Linked DNA regions of Danio rerio: region 1 is linked to region 2. The links are chromatin contacts, called in public Micro-C maps. All regions are on one chromosome and are shown on one strand. The core of a region is the stretch at or near the end of the contact, and the rest is flanking DNA. Distances in the headings are between cores, read along the strand shown. Region 1 overlaps arid5b (AT-rich interaction domain 5B). Region 2 holds the start of arid5b (AT-rich interaction domain 5B).

Region 1 (6,635 bases), core at 14-2,513, 38 kb before region 2:
AATAATAATAAAAATATTAATAATAATATCCATCCATCCATTTTCAACCAAATAAAATAAAATAAGTTATTTTTGAATAAAACTAAATTAAGATAAATTAAAATGTAATAAAACCTCAATAGGATTAAATAAAAAAAAACAATAGTAAAATAAAAGTATTTTTTATTAATTATTTAATAACAATGATAATAATAATAATAATAATATCATCATCCAGCCAGCCATTTTCAACCGTTTAAATTCAATAAAATAAAATTTTTATTTAATTAAAATTAAAATGTTTAAAAAAAATTATTATATATAAATGTAAATTAAATAAAAAAGATTTTGATCCTATTATTATCCTAATATTTATTATTATTATTATCATTATTATTGATAATAATAATAATAATAATAGCATCATCCATCCATTTTCAACCAAATAAAATAAGTTATTGTTGATTAAAATAAAATAAAATACATTTGTTCATAAAACTTAAAAATATATAAATAAATAAAAAATATTTTAATTAATTATTATTTATTTTTCTAATAATAATAACATCATCATTCCATCCATTTTCAACCATATAAAATATTTTAGTTACAATTGTTTTTTAATAAATTAAATAAATTAAAATTTTATAAGAAATTAAATTAAATTAAATTAAAATGTAAATAAAATAAAAAATATTTTGATTAATTATTTATTATTATTGATATTTTTAATATTATCATCCATCAGTTTTCACCAAATAAAAGAAGTTATTTTTGATTAAAATAAAATGTAATAAAAATAGAATAAAACCTAAACAAAATAAAATAATTATTCATAAATAATAATAATAATAATAATAATAACATCATCATCATCATCCATCCATCTATTTTCAACTGTTGTCAACCATTGTTTATTTAAAACCTTAAAACATTATGCAATTTTGAGTGCGCCTTATACAGGTGATTGTGCTTGACAAAAAAAAAGCCAGAAGTAAAAATATTATAAGAAATACTGTGAAAAAGTTCCTTGCTCTGTTAAAAATCATGTAGAAAATATTTGAAAAAGAAAAAAAAATTTCACAGGAGGGCTCATGACTTTTATTCAACTGCATATTGTAAAACACTCTAGCTTGCGCAATTGTAAATACTGTATTTTGGAGAGTTATCCCACTGTAATGCGTCACGGCAGTAAAGCAGAATTGGCCAGGCAGACTTGCTTACATTATTAGTTTATAAAATTGCAGCAAGAGCTTTGCTTGTGATCTGGCAGAGGATAACAGAAGGGTCGCGGTTATAGAGGGAATCTGGGGAACAGATGCGCTGGTGTTTGGCAGAGCTCTGGATCCTGCACTTTCTGACTGAGCGAACAGACAACATTCACCAAACGCTTCCTTTACACTGTTTGCCCAAGTCTGATTCAATAAAGCTGAGAAACGATCAGATCTTTTCTTCTTTTCTTAAAATAATTGTAAAAATATATATAATAATGTGTTAGCAAAATAAACTAAAATAAAAGTTGTTCAACTACAATAAATAAATGTAATAAAATTAATACAATTAACTTAAATTGAGTAAGTGTAATGTAACTAACTGTATACTTGTTTACAAATAAAATAAAATTAAATGTAACTACCTGTGTACTTGAGATTGATTGAGAAAACATCATAAAATAATGTAAAATCAATTTAAATTCAACTAACTGTGTGCTTGTACAGATAAAATAAAATAAATAAATACAATAAGTCAACTACAATAAATAAATGTAATAAAATTAACTTAAATTAAGAAACTTAAATTAAATAAATAAAACTAACTGCGAACTTGTGAATGATTGATAAAATAAAATAAAATTAAATTAATTAAACTAACTGCATGCTTGGTTGAAAAAATATAATAAAAAATCTAAAATTAAATTAAACTAACTATAGACATTAAATAAACTAATAAAATAATAGACTAATAAAATTAACTTAAATTAAGAAACTTAAAATAAATAAATAAAACTAACTGCGAACTTGTAAATGATTGATAAAATAAAATAAAAGAAAATAGAATAAAAGAAAATAAAATAAAATAAAATAAAATTAAATTAAATTAAATTAAATTAAATTAAATTAAATTAAATTAAATTAATTAAACTAACTGCATGCTTGGTTGAAAAAATATAATAAAAAATTTAAAATTAATTTAAACTAACTATAGACATTAAATAAACTAATAAAATAATAGACTAATAAAATGGTTGATAAATAAAACTAAGTATGCAGGTGTATATAACACTGTTATTTACATGTGTGTATTTAGAATATCAATACAAAATACAAATAATTGAAGCTAATTGAAGTGCATAGTTAATAATATAAAATAAAATGCAATTAACAGTATAGTTGTGCACAGTTAAGCCTATAAACACAATGATAATAAATAATGACATAAAAAATAAAATGCAGCTACCTGTATACTAGTGTGCGGTTAATAAAATAAATAAAATAAAATATTGCAACTGTTCAGTTGTTCAATTATTCATTTGTTTTCTTTTCGGCTTAGCCCCTTTATTAATCTGGGGTCGCCACAGCGGAATTGACCACCAACTTATCCAGCACATGTTTTACGCAGCGGATGCCCTTCCAGCTGCAACCCAAAACTGGGAAACACCCATACACTCCTGCACACACTCACATACACTACGGCCAATTTAGCTTATTTAATTCACCTGTACCGCATGTCTTTGGACTGTGGGGGAAACCGGAGCACCCGGAGGAAACTCACGCCAACTTGGAGAGAACATGCAAACGCCACACAGAAATGCCAATTGATCTAGCTGGGGCTCGAACCAGCGACCTTCTTGCTGTGAGGCGATTGTGCTACTCACTGCGCCACCGTGCTGCTGTGTTCACTCATATGGATAATCAAATAATATTAAAATAAATTAAAATAAAATGCAACTAACTGTATAGTTGTGAATTGTTAAGACAACAAAAGAAAAAACAATAAAATTAAAATAAAATTAAATAAAAATAGTAAAATAAAATAAAATGCAACTAACTGTAGAATTGTGCATAGTCAATAAAATAAAATAAAGTAAAATAAAATAATAAAATAAAATGCAACTAACTGTATACTTGTGAATGGTTAATAAAATAAAAGGAAATAAAATAATGCAATTGTTCATTTGTGCATATAGATAATAAATTGTGCATATAGATAATAAACTAATAATATAATAAATTAAATTAAATGCAACTAACTGTGTAGTTGTGCATAGTTAAGACAATAAAATCAAATAATTATAAATAATAAATAAATAAAATAAAACAAAATAAATGCAACTGTAAACGCGTGCACATAGATAATAAAATAATATTTAAAATAAATAAATTAAAATAAAATGTAACTAAAAGTATAGCTGTGCATAGTTAAAATAATTAAATTAAATAACAATAATAAAATAAAATAAAATAAATAAAATAAAATTTTATTTAATTTAATGCAACTAACTCTACTTGTGCGTGGTTAATAAAACAAAATTAAATTAAATTAAAAAATTAAATAAAAATAAAGCAACTGTTCACTTGTGCAGATAATAAAATAATTTAAAAATAAATTGAAATAAAATCCAAATAACTGTACACTTGTGCAGAAAAAAATTTTGATAGAATAATAGAATAAAAATAAAATACCCTTGTCCTTCATTCTGGCCAATCTGCAGGCAGCACTAACTTTCTGCTGAACAGACCATGTCTAATTACGTCCTCTTTAAGTAGGCCTGTTTCTTTTTAGGTTTCAGGCTTTTTTTCCCCCCTGCTTCTATAGAATAGGTCCCATTGTCACGCTGTCAAGCAGACAATTTATCTCTCTCACTGACAGAGTAATGGGAGCAAAGTGGAACTTTACTTTAGCTCTCTTAACTGTTCCATATGAAAAGGTTTATGAACTTATCAAGATGTACAAAGTAATGGGGTTTGGCCTTAATAAAACAGCTAATGGAAGGATATGAATGAGTAATCTATGATTTCCGGATAACTTGCAAGCATTCCTTCAGGTTTTCATCCTTCTGGAACATAAAATATTGCAAATCAAAATAATCTGAAGGGCCATGACCTTAAAATGGGAACACAAGACGTGCATAAAAAAACAACAACAATAAATTCAACATACAATTAAATGATTTTGTCTTAGGATGACACAACAAAACAAAAACGAAAATAAAACGAAAAAACTAAAACTACAACAAAACAAAAAGAACTAAAACAAAACAAAAACAAAAATAAATAAAATAAAATAAATGCATACTTGGAAATGGTTGATAAATTAAAATAAATAAAATACAAAAAAAATAAAATAAAATAAAATGCAAATAAAATAAAGCAACAACTTCGGTGTGCATATGGATAAAAAATAATATACAATTTAATTTAAATAAAATGCAACTTTATAGCTGTGCATGGTTTAGACAATTAAAAACAATATTAATAAATAATTGAATAACTAACTAAAAAAAGAAAAAAAAGAAAAAAACATAAAAGTCAAATAAAATAAATAAATAAATAAAATAATTTTGTGTTAGGATTACAAAACAAAACAAAAAAAAACTACAATTTAAAAAAACTTAAACTACAACAAAAAATTAAATAAAACTAAAAACTACAACAAAACAAAATAAGCTAGAACAAAACAACACATGACTCAACAAAACAAAAACTACAAAAAACTAAATAAAAAAATTCAAAAATTGTTTGTTTTCTTTTAATTATGTAAACCATAAAACAACTAACTACATACTTTCAGGAATATAAAATATAAGTTATCAAACACTCCACAAATCTTTTATTTCCATCCCTTTATGACCACAGTTTACCATCTTCTGACGGCTACTTCCAGCAGGATAACGCGCCATGTCATAAAGCACAAATCATCTCAGGCTGGTTACTTGAAAATGACAACGAGTTCACTGTACTCAAATGGCCTCCACAGTCACCAGACCTCAATCCAATAGAGCACCTTTCATATGTGGTGGAACGGGAGATTCGCATCATGGATGTGCAGCTGACAAATCTGCAGCAACTGCGTGATGCTATCATGTCAATGTGGACCAAAAGATTTCCAGTACCTTGTTGAATCAATGCCACGAAGGATCAAGGAAGTTCTGAAGGCAATAAGCTGGTCCAACCTGGTACTAGTAAGGTGTATCTAATAAAAGTGGTCGGTGAGAGAGTGTGTGTGTGTGTGTGTGTGTGTATAAAGTAAATAAGAGTAAAAACTGTGAAATAAGGAGAAGCTATTAAAGCAAACTAAAAAAATAACATGAACTTAACAAATTAACGAACAATAAATATACACAGCTAAAGTAGCAAATTACAAATATCATAAAGTAATACACATAGGCATGTCAAATATACACTTCACATATCATATGTGTTTACCTTGAATGTTGCAAAAAATAAACTATAAAGGCAAATATGTCCAAGCGCAAATATATGTGCAGTCGGGAAACCAAAAATACACACGGCATAAATGCACTTTTCATTTTGGTATGGTGTTAAGATTGCAGCTCACTAACAACCACAAATCTGGGTCATGGAGCAAAACCCACTAATTTAAATCACCTTTTTTTAACCACCAGTGTAAATAGAAAACGGCTGTGAGTGCCTCGAGATTGCACACCTCCAAATGTGGTGGCGCAGAAAAATGAATCGAACCTCTTCATAATGACCATCGGAGCGCACAGGCATCTGTTTTCACACGTCTATAAAGCTAAGTGGGTCAAACACTGTTAATCCTGATGGCGACACAGCAAAAACTTTACAATGAGATCATGTGGCCTGCTCCGCTTTGAAGCTCGGACTGAAATATTGCTGCATTGTGTAAATTCATTTAGGAGGAAACAAATAAAACAATAAAAGAGAGAGAGAGAGAAAATGAACGGAACAGATTGGATTTCTCATCTATTATTAAGTGGTGTTATGAAAAAGATCAATCAAAGGTTTTAAAGGGGGCATATCATGAAAATCTGATTTTTTCCATGTTTAAGTATAATACTGTAATCGGGTCCCTGGTGCATCTAACAACCCTAAAAACATGGGAAAAAAACAGTCCAGCTACTTCCAGGCAAGCCTTTCCCTCCCTAAATGACGTAAAAAGGACATACTAAAGAGACAGAGTGAAACACATCATAATTTGAAAGCCACGCCCACCAAGGGGGAAACAATCCAACCCTCTTCAATAGCTATTTTTTCATCCACCAATTATTATTCTATTTTACACCTATTTTTATTAAATTTTTATATTTTGTAATATCACATTTAAAAAATAAAACGTTAACAAAAATAAATAAAATAAAATAACTGCATACTTGTAAATGGTGGATGAAATAAAATGAATTAAAATAAAATAAAATACAAAAATAAAGCAACAATTTACGTGTGATTATGGATAATAAAATAATATTAAATTTAATTTAAATAAAATGCAACTTTTTAGCTATTAAATCTTAAATCTTAACATTTTTAAGACAATTAAATAAAACATTATTAAATAACTAAATTACAAAATAAAATAAAATAATAAATATTTTTTTTGTTAGGATGACAAAACAAAACAAAAACCTAAAATTAAAATAAAACAAACAAACAAAACTAAAACTACAACAAAAC
Region 2 (6,526 bases), core at 2,706-5,205:
AAAAATAAACAAATAAATAAATAAACAATATCCTACTTATTATTATTATTATTATTATTATTGTTGTTGCTTTTATTATTATTATTATTATTATTATTGTTGTTGTTGTTTTAATTATTATTATTATTATTATTATTGTTGTTATTATTATTATTATTATTATTATTATCATCATCATTAATATTATTAATTTTATTATCAAAGTATTTTTATAGTTTTTTTTTTTCATTTCTAATAAATAATAAATATTACATTTCATTTTATAATAAATAGCCTCATTGTTTATTTATTTATTTATTTATATGATTTATATGATATTAGAATACGTGTTAGCTTTTGTAAGTGATTTTGTGTTTTAGAATAAAATTTATAATGTTCAACTTCTCAATAGTATTAGTAAAGCAAACACAGGCCCTATGTGCCATTTACATATATTTCAGTTAATATGGAAAGCGAGTGCATGTTTTTACCAAAACTAATATTGGATTTAATTTTAAATGTATGTGCGTGCAAAACAATATCATTTGCACAAAAAAATTATGGGGTTTTTCTCTAAAGAAGTAGTTACGCCACCCAGATTAGAGCATCATTATGGGCGTTTTACGATATAACGAACGTGGTTCAAGCGATGGATCTGCGACAGAGAAACTACAGGTTTTGGAAAAACTTGTCACTATATAGTTCTTTTCCCAAACGATGCATAGTAATATGATAGTTCAGCCGTGAGTTACATTGTTGTTTAGAAAACGCACCCCAGGTCTGGAACAAGTGTAAATGAGTAAATGATGACAGAATGTTCATTTGTTGAGTGAACTGTCCCTTTTAAAAGACATCCTAAATAAGAAATAAGTATTCGGAGGTAATAAGAATATACTTATTAATATTATTATTAATCATTGGCACATGTCTAGTCCCCAAAAAATGACTAACAGCTAAAACAATCTGGCATATTCTCATTAAAAAAGAACTGTAAAGTACACCTAAGAGCGGTGCATTGTCCTTGGCCAGTAATCCTATCTCGCAGGCCGTTTCAAGATCAGCAGTCATGAATGCGTAATAAATTTGAAAAGCAAATAATTGGCATTGCTGTTGCGTGGGGGAAGGGAATGGAGGGAAGCCGGTGGCAAGTTGGAAGGAGGACAGAGCTCTGATCAACTGAACAAACAGTGCATTAAGACTAATGCTTTTCCTCAACAACACCTCGTTACATTGTGTAAACAGCATGTTTTCAAGGTCGCTGCTGCCAACAGTTTATGTTTCCACCTAATATTGATAATAGTTCAGCAAAGTAACCTTGACATTTCGGCAGGGCTTCACACAGAACCTGTTGATTATTTTGAAAAGGCTATTTGATCCTGCACTCCACGGGGGGAGGACAGAATGGTAGAGGTTCGCACACAGCAGATTGCCTTTTTTTTGTATTCGGGATCGGTGATTACATGAGCAGTGCAAGATAAAACAGGTACAGACCTCGTTACATTAGCTGTGTAAAGACCGCAGCTGCTGCTGCTTTGTTAAAATAGCAATTGGGATAATATTGGTAAAGCACAATGCTGGCTTGGCTTTGCATTATAACCAAGCAGGTTTCATTATTAAGCTTTTAAAAATGTGTTGTCAAAAATGTAATTATATTAATTTTTTAAAAATAAATAATTAAAAATTAATAGTAATATTTACTTAATAAATAATATAACCTATCAAATACATAATGTTTTATATAAAAATAGTATCTATAATTTATAAATATCACTACATTAATATAATATTATAATAGTTGTTATTTTCTGATATAATAATAATAAATATGTTTAATATGTTAATTTAAATTATATGATTGTCTACATAGAGTAGATTAATTAATTTATTTAATTATTTAATTGAAATTAATTTACAATTAATTTGGATATTAAATTAACCTGGCTAATTATTTTTCTATTTTAACTTATGTGCATTTCTTTTATTAATATAATCATTTAAAATTAATGCATTTAATCTGCTGAAGGTATACATTTAAACTATAAATAATATTAAAAAATACAAAAATATTTAAATTATAAATTTTTATAACATTTAAATAATACTTATATAAACTTAACTTATATATATATATATATATATATATATATATATATATATATATATATATATATATATATATATAAAACATACTGTTACAGCATATATTTACATTTTTAATGAGTTGTTTGCATAAATTATTCAATGCAGAACACTTCAATAAAAATTACCATTAGAATGATTAGAATCAATACACAATAGCAGCAACATATTTACCATTTTTATTGGTTGACATTTTCAGATTAGTATTATTATTATTGCTGATTAATAACCAATTGGTACATAAAGTACAAAAATAAGTATCACCAAAAATGACTGTAAAATGTGTTATAGAAATGTACTAACACACATATAACACATTATAACTGATTGCCACTTAAAATAATACATCCCATTAACAAAATAACAAGTATATAATAAAATGTCTAAAACAGCGTAAATACAAAATAAAAACAATCAGCTTCAAACTAAACAATCGCAAGAATCGTCAATAATTAATCTCATTTAAACCCTACTTACGTAAACGCACAGCAGCAAAAACAAACACACCATTGTAGAGGAACAATGTTTCAGCCCATCAAAGGGTTAAATCCCCAGAAAGAGCATTTCTATCGGGCAAACACATCTCAGCTTATATAAATATGTATACATCTATCATTTGAAATGAGACTGCAGCACCTTGACATAATAACCTTCATAAATGTCACTCGCTCCCTTTAAAGCACCGCAGCTGCTTGATCAGCGTGCCGTTATTATTAATCAATGCATATTGGTATTAGTTCAGCTCGCACATTCAGACCGTCTGCCAGAAATATTCCCCCTCATTACAGCGGCAACTGTACACTTCGCGTCGACCGCTCGCGTTATTTATTTGTCGCCTTGATCTAAAAGCGACACTCTTTTATCAACAATCAGCAGATCGCACCGCCACAACGAGGCGCTTTTCGCCTCGCTCAGTTTCCGCACTATTGTATATCAGATGAAACAAGCAAAACACTGATGTGACAACTTCACACAATGGCATCATTCTCATCGCCGCACGCTGCCTTGAGATGCATGCACTAAACGCTCGTATGCAAATGAGCGCACAGGCGAAATTAACACAAGGGTCCTCTCTTATGATTGCGCGTCTATTATTAAACGCGATGCATTAGATGTCTTGTGATCTCAGACAGCGGAATAGATGCGATGCAAAGCCGCGCGCGACTCATATTTCATGCACAGCACAATAAACACACATCGCGAAGGGGACGGAGCCCTTCATGGAGAGAGAGAAAAAAAGCTGGGAAAACATGAGACATTACCTCTCCGTGAGTGACATTTCTGCCCTGGGGGGTATCTTCTGGGAGAAAATAAAGTTTGGAGCTGGATAGAAGTTGCTTGGTTGTCCTTTCCTCCCATAAGAGCTGTAGTTCTGCTATGCAGATGGGGTCCCCCGCTTTACATCTGACCAAGAAAAAATCTCCCAGGGACAAAATCCTCGCTTTGCCTTCAAGGTGAAATCTAAACGCCTTGTAGAAAATGTAAGGTCCGTGCAAACCACAAGGTGAGCCTACCCACTGCGGAAACACAAATAGACATGCCATATTTATATTCCGCGACACATAAACTAACACATTTGATATAAGGCGCGATGCGAGGCGAGCGCAGCATTCCTGCTGATCACATGATAAATCACATTTATAGCTGAATATGAATGATGAATAAAAAAATTAATAACTTTTTTCATGGTAAACTTTCTTCCATTGGTTCCCTAGCATTACACAGGACTAGATACGCGCGCGTGCTGATATTATTAGAGGCTGAAATGAAAGCGGAGTGGATGATATTACCAGGAGTGAGTTGGGCTCCATCTCGTCGCTCTGAATTGATTAAACTCAAACATTCTCTCCAAACTTGTTGGCTTGAATGGATCACAGAAGGTCCTGGAAGGACAAAATATCAACGCGTTCTTCAACGCGGCGACCTTCAATATGAAACGCGCACGCTGCAAAGAAAACTCACATAAAATGTCCGAAATTGGTGTCTAATATTTGTTAAGGCTCTATTATTCCGCTTGCGATTATTTTTGTTCATTTTATGAACCCGCGCGTTCATATTAAATTCGTGAATGCAAATAGAGAGTGGCTCGTGTGGTGTCTGTCAGCGCCTTGAAGGTGTTTTTAAAAATCATGAGATGATCTTTCGAAATAACCTCGTACTCATTTTGAAAGTGCTTCGAAAGCAAAGCAGATTTACGAATTGACTGAATTTTTAGATGCGCACCCGAAGGAGATATTTAATAATATCATCCATGATGCCATTATCTACCTGCCAGGACCTGCGTAAAAGGAGGTTTGTATGAGTATACAGAAACATTTCCTGCAGAGATTCTTCCTTTTATTTCTCCACTGCATTTACTGTACAATAATCATTTCATATAATCGTTTTACTAACGCGGCTACGCCGACGCGCGCGGAGGAGTCCGGATGGGGAGAGGTGTTATCGGGATTCTCACAATCCTGAAGCGCGTGTTATGATGGAAAACGCTGTAGAAATGTATCAAGCGCGTGTAAACGCGACTAATGGAAACATTAAAATCGTCCTTTGAATTGGTGCCATTATGGCCGCTGTGATATGAACGCGGTGCTAAGAAGCGCTAGAAAAGCAATATCGCACCCCTCTTGTGTGCTTAAGGCGAACAAACGCGACGGTAGAAGATGCGTTTGATAAGAGAAATCACAAATCAAAGACCGTTGATGGAGCTTTTAGTCACGCATATATGTAGATTTTTATCGAAAACTACAGTTTTAGAGTAGTTTAAAGGAACTATTTTATGTTAATTACACGATTTGAACATTTACACAGATAAAGCCAATACATTTCCGTCGTGTTTATAAACATTTATATGCGCTCTGCGGGGTTCGGGCGTGCGTCGAGGGTTTTGTCATGTTAGTTATTGCTGCTGGATTTCGTAATGTATGGCTGTGCCCTTAAAAGTTGTAGCATATGGCCTAAATTACAGGATGTAACATTTACGTCAGCTATTTTTATGTCTTATGCAATGTTTTATCTCCAGTCACGAGGGGCAGCTGGTGATTATGGATGTGATCACATTCATGCTTCATATAACAGCTTAACCCAAATGAACTGAGGAGACTTAAATGTGATTTGGTAAATGTGAATCATAAGACATTGTTTTGTTTTGTGGGGGCGGGGCTTTATTCAGCTGGATGAAACGGAGAATAGAATACATTTACTGCCAAGAATGTAGATGAACATACAATGGGTGCACGTGCATAATAGCTGATGTTTTTAATAAATCAATAGTCAAATACATTATCTTTTTAATGTATTGACATAAAAATAATTAGCATACCAGTCTTTTCTACATGGTTATATATTATAAATTAATTGTTTGTGACATTTACATGATATACTGCATTGCATACATACATATACACACATACTTGCATATACATGTGTGTAGTTTAATATTAGAGAATATTAAATACATTCTATTGCAATATTTTCATTATAAATCATCATTATAAAAAGATGCAATATAAGGCTAAAATGATCATCAAAATATTGTGTAATCTGAATATTATATTTGTGTAGGGTTTACTGGATATTATTATTGTTATCGTAAGCTTATGCAATCTTAAGCATATCTGTTCACGAACATTCAAATTAGTTTTTTACATGAATGAAGATAACAAGATAATTCCGCTGTTACCCAATAATGGATTTACGCATTAAGTTATGCAACATTATTTAATTATTATTGTGTTATTACATCAATATTATTTAAAATAATTAAAATATTGTAATAACTTTGTATACATTAATATGAATAATTATATTTATTAATTCAATATACTCATATTAATTATATTAATGTTATTTATTACATTATTATATAATCTATGATAAATAGAAATGTATATATTCAAACAAATAATTATATTTATTAATTGAATATATGCATATTAATTATATGAATGTTATTACATTAATATATAATCTGATTTTAAAAAATGTGTATATATGAATAATTATATTTATTAATTTATTATATACATATTAATTTTATTAATGTCATTTATCATATTAATATGTAATATATGATATATACAAATGTATATATTCAAATTAATAATTATATTTATTAATTTAATATATGTATATTAATTATAGTATATGTTATTTATTACATTGATATATAATATATGATAAATAATATGATAAATAATATATATAAATATTAATTATTATATTTAATATATAAATATGCATTTTTTATGTTAATTAGTACATTATTAAATAATCTATAATATATAAAATATATATTGATATACATATATATATATATATATATATATATATATATATATATATATATATATATATATATATATATATATATATATATATATATATAATTATTTTTGATTTTATTTATACACAT

Evidence for each region. Hi-C and Micro-C count contacts between places; a contact is called where the count stands out from the background.
Region 1: a contact with region 2 is called in a Micro-C map of caudal fin, with 2.8 times the contacts expected there. The contact joins the enhancer-like site here to the promoter of arid5b in region 2. A contact is called at or near these places in 2 of 18 Hi-C or Micro-C datasets (caudal fin and an unstated tissue).

Annotation. Positions count from the first base shown.
Region 1 is chr12:8,719,364-8,725,998 of GRCz12tu, reverse strand. The region is part of intron 2 of arid5b (AT-rich interaction domain 5B); the gene reads right to left. Among named protein-coding and RNA genes, the nearest start is that of arid5b, 36 kb to the right of the region's middle. Within about 2 kb of position 1,263, at least 3 of the 62 cell types and tissues checked have an H3K27ac peak or open chromatin away from gene starts, as enhancers often do. A contact at or near this core is called in caudal fin, where this site is marked.
Region 2 is chr12:8,683,760-8,690,285 of GRCz12tu, reverse strand. arid5b (AT-rich interaction domain 5B) reads right to left here and starts at 3,955. Exons shown (of 10, transcript XM_073918238.1): 1 at 3,909-3,955; 2 at 3,381-3,635. The coding sequence starts at 3,929.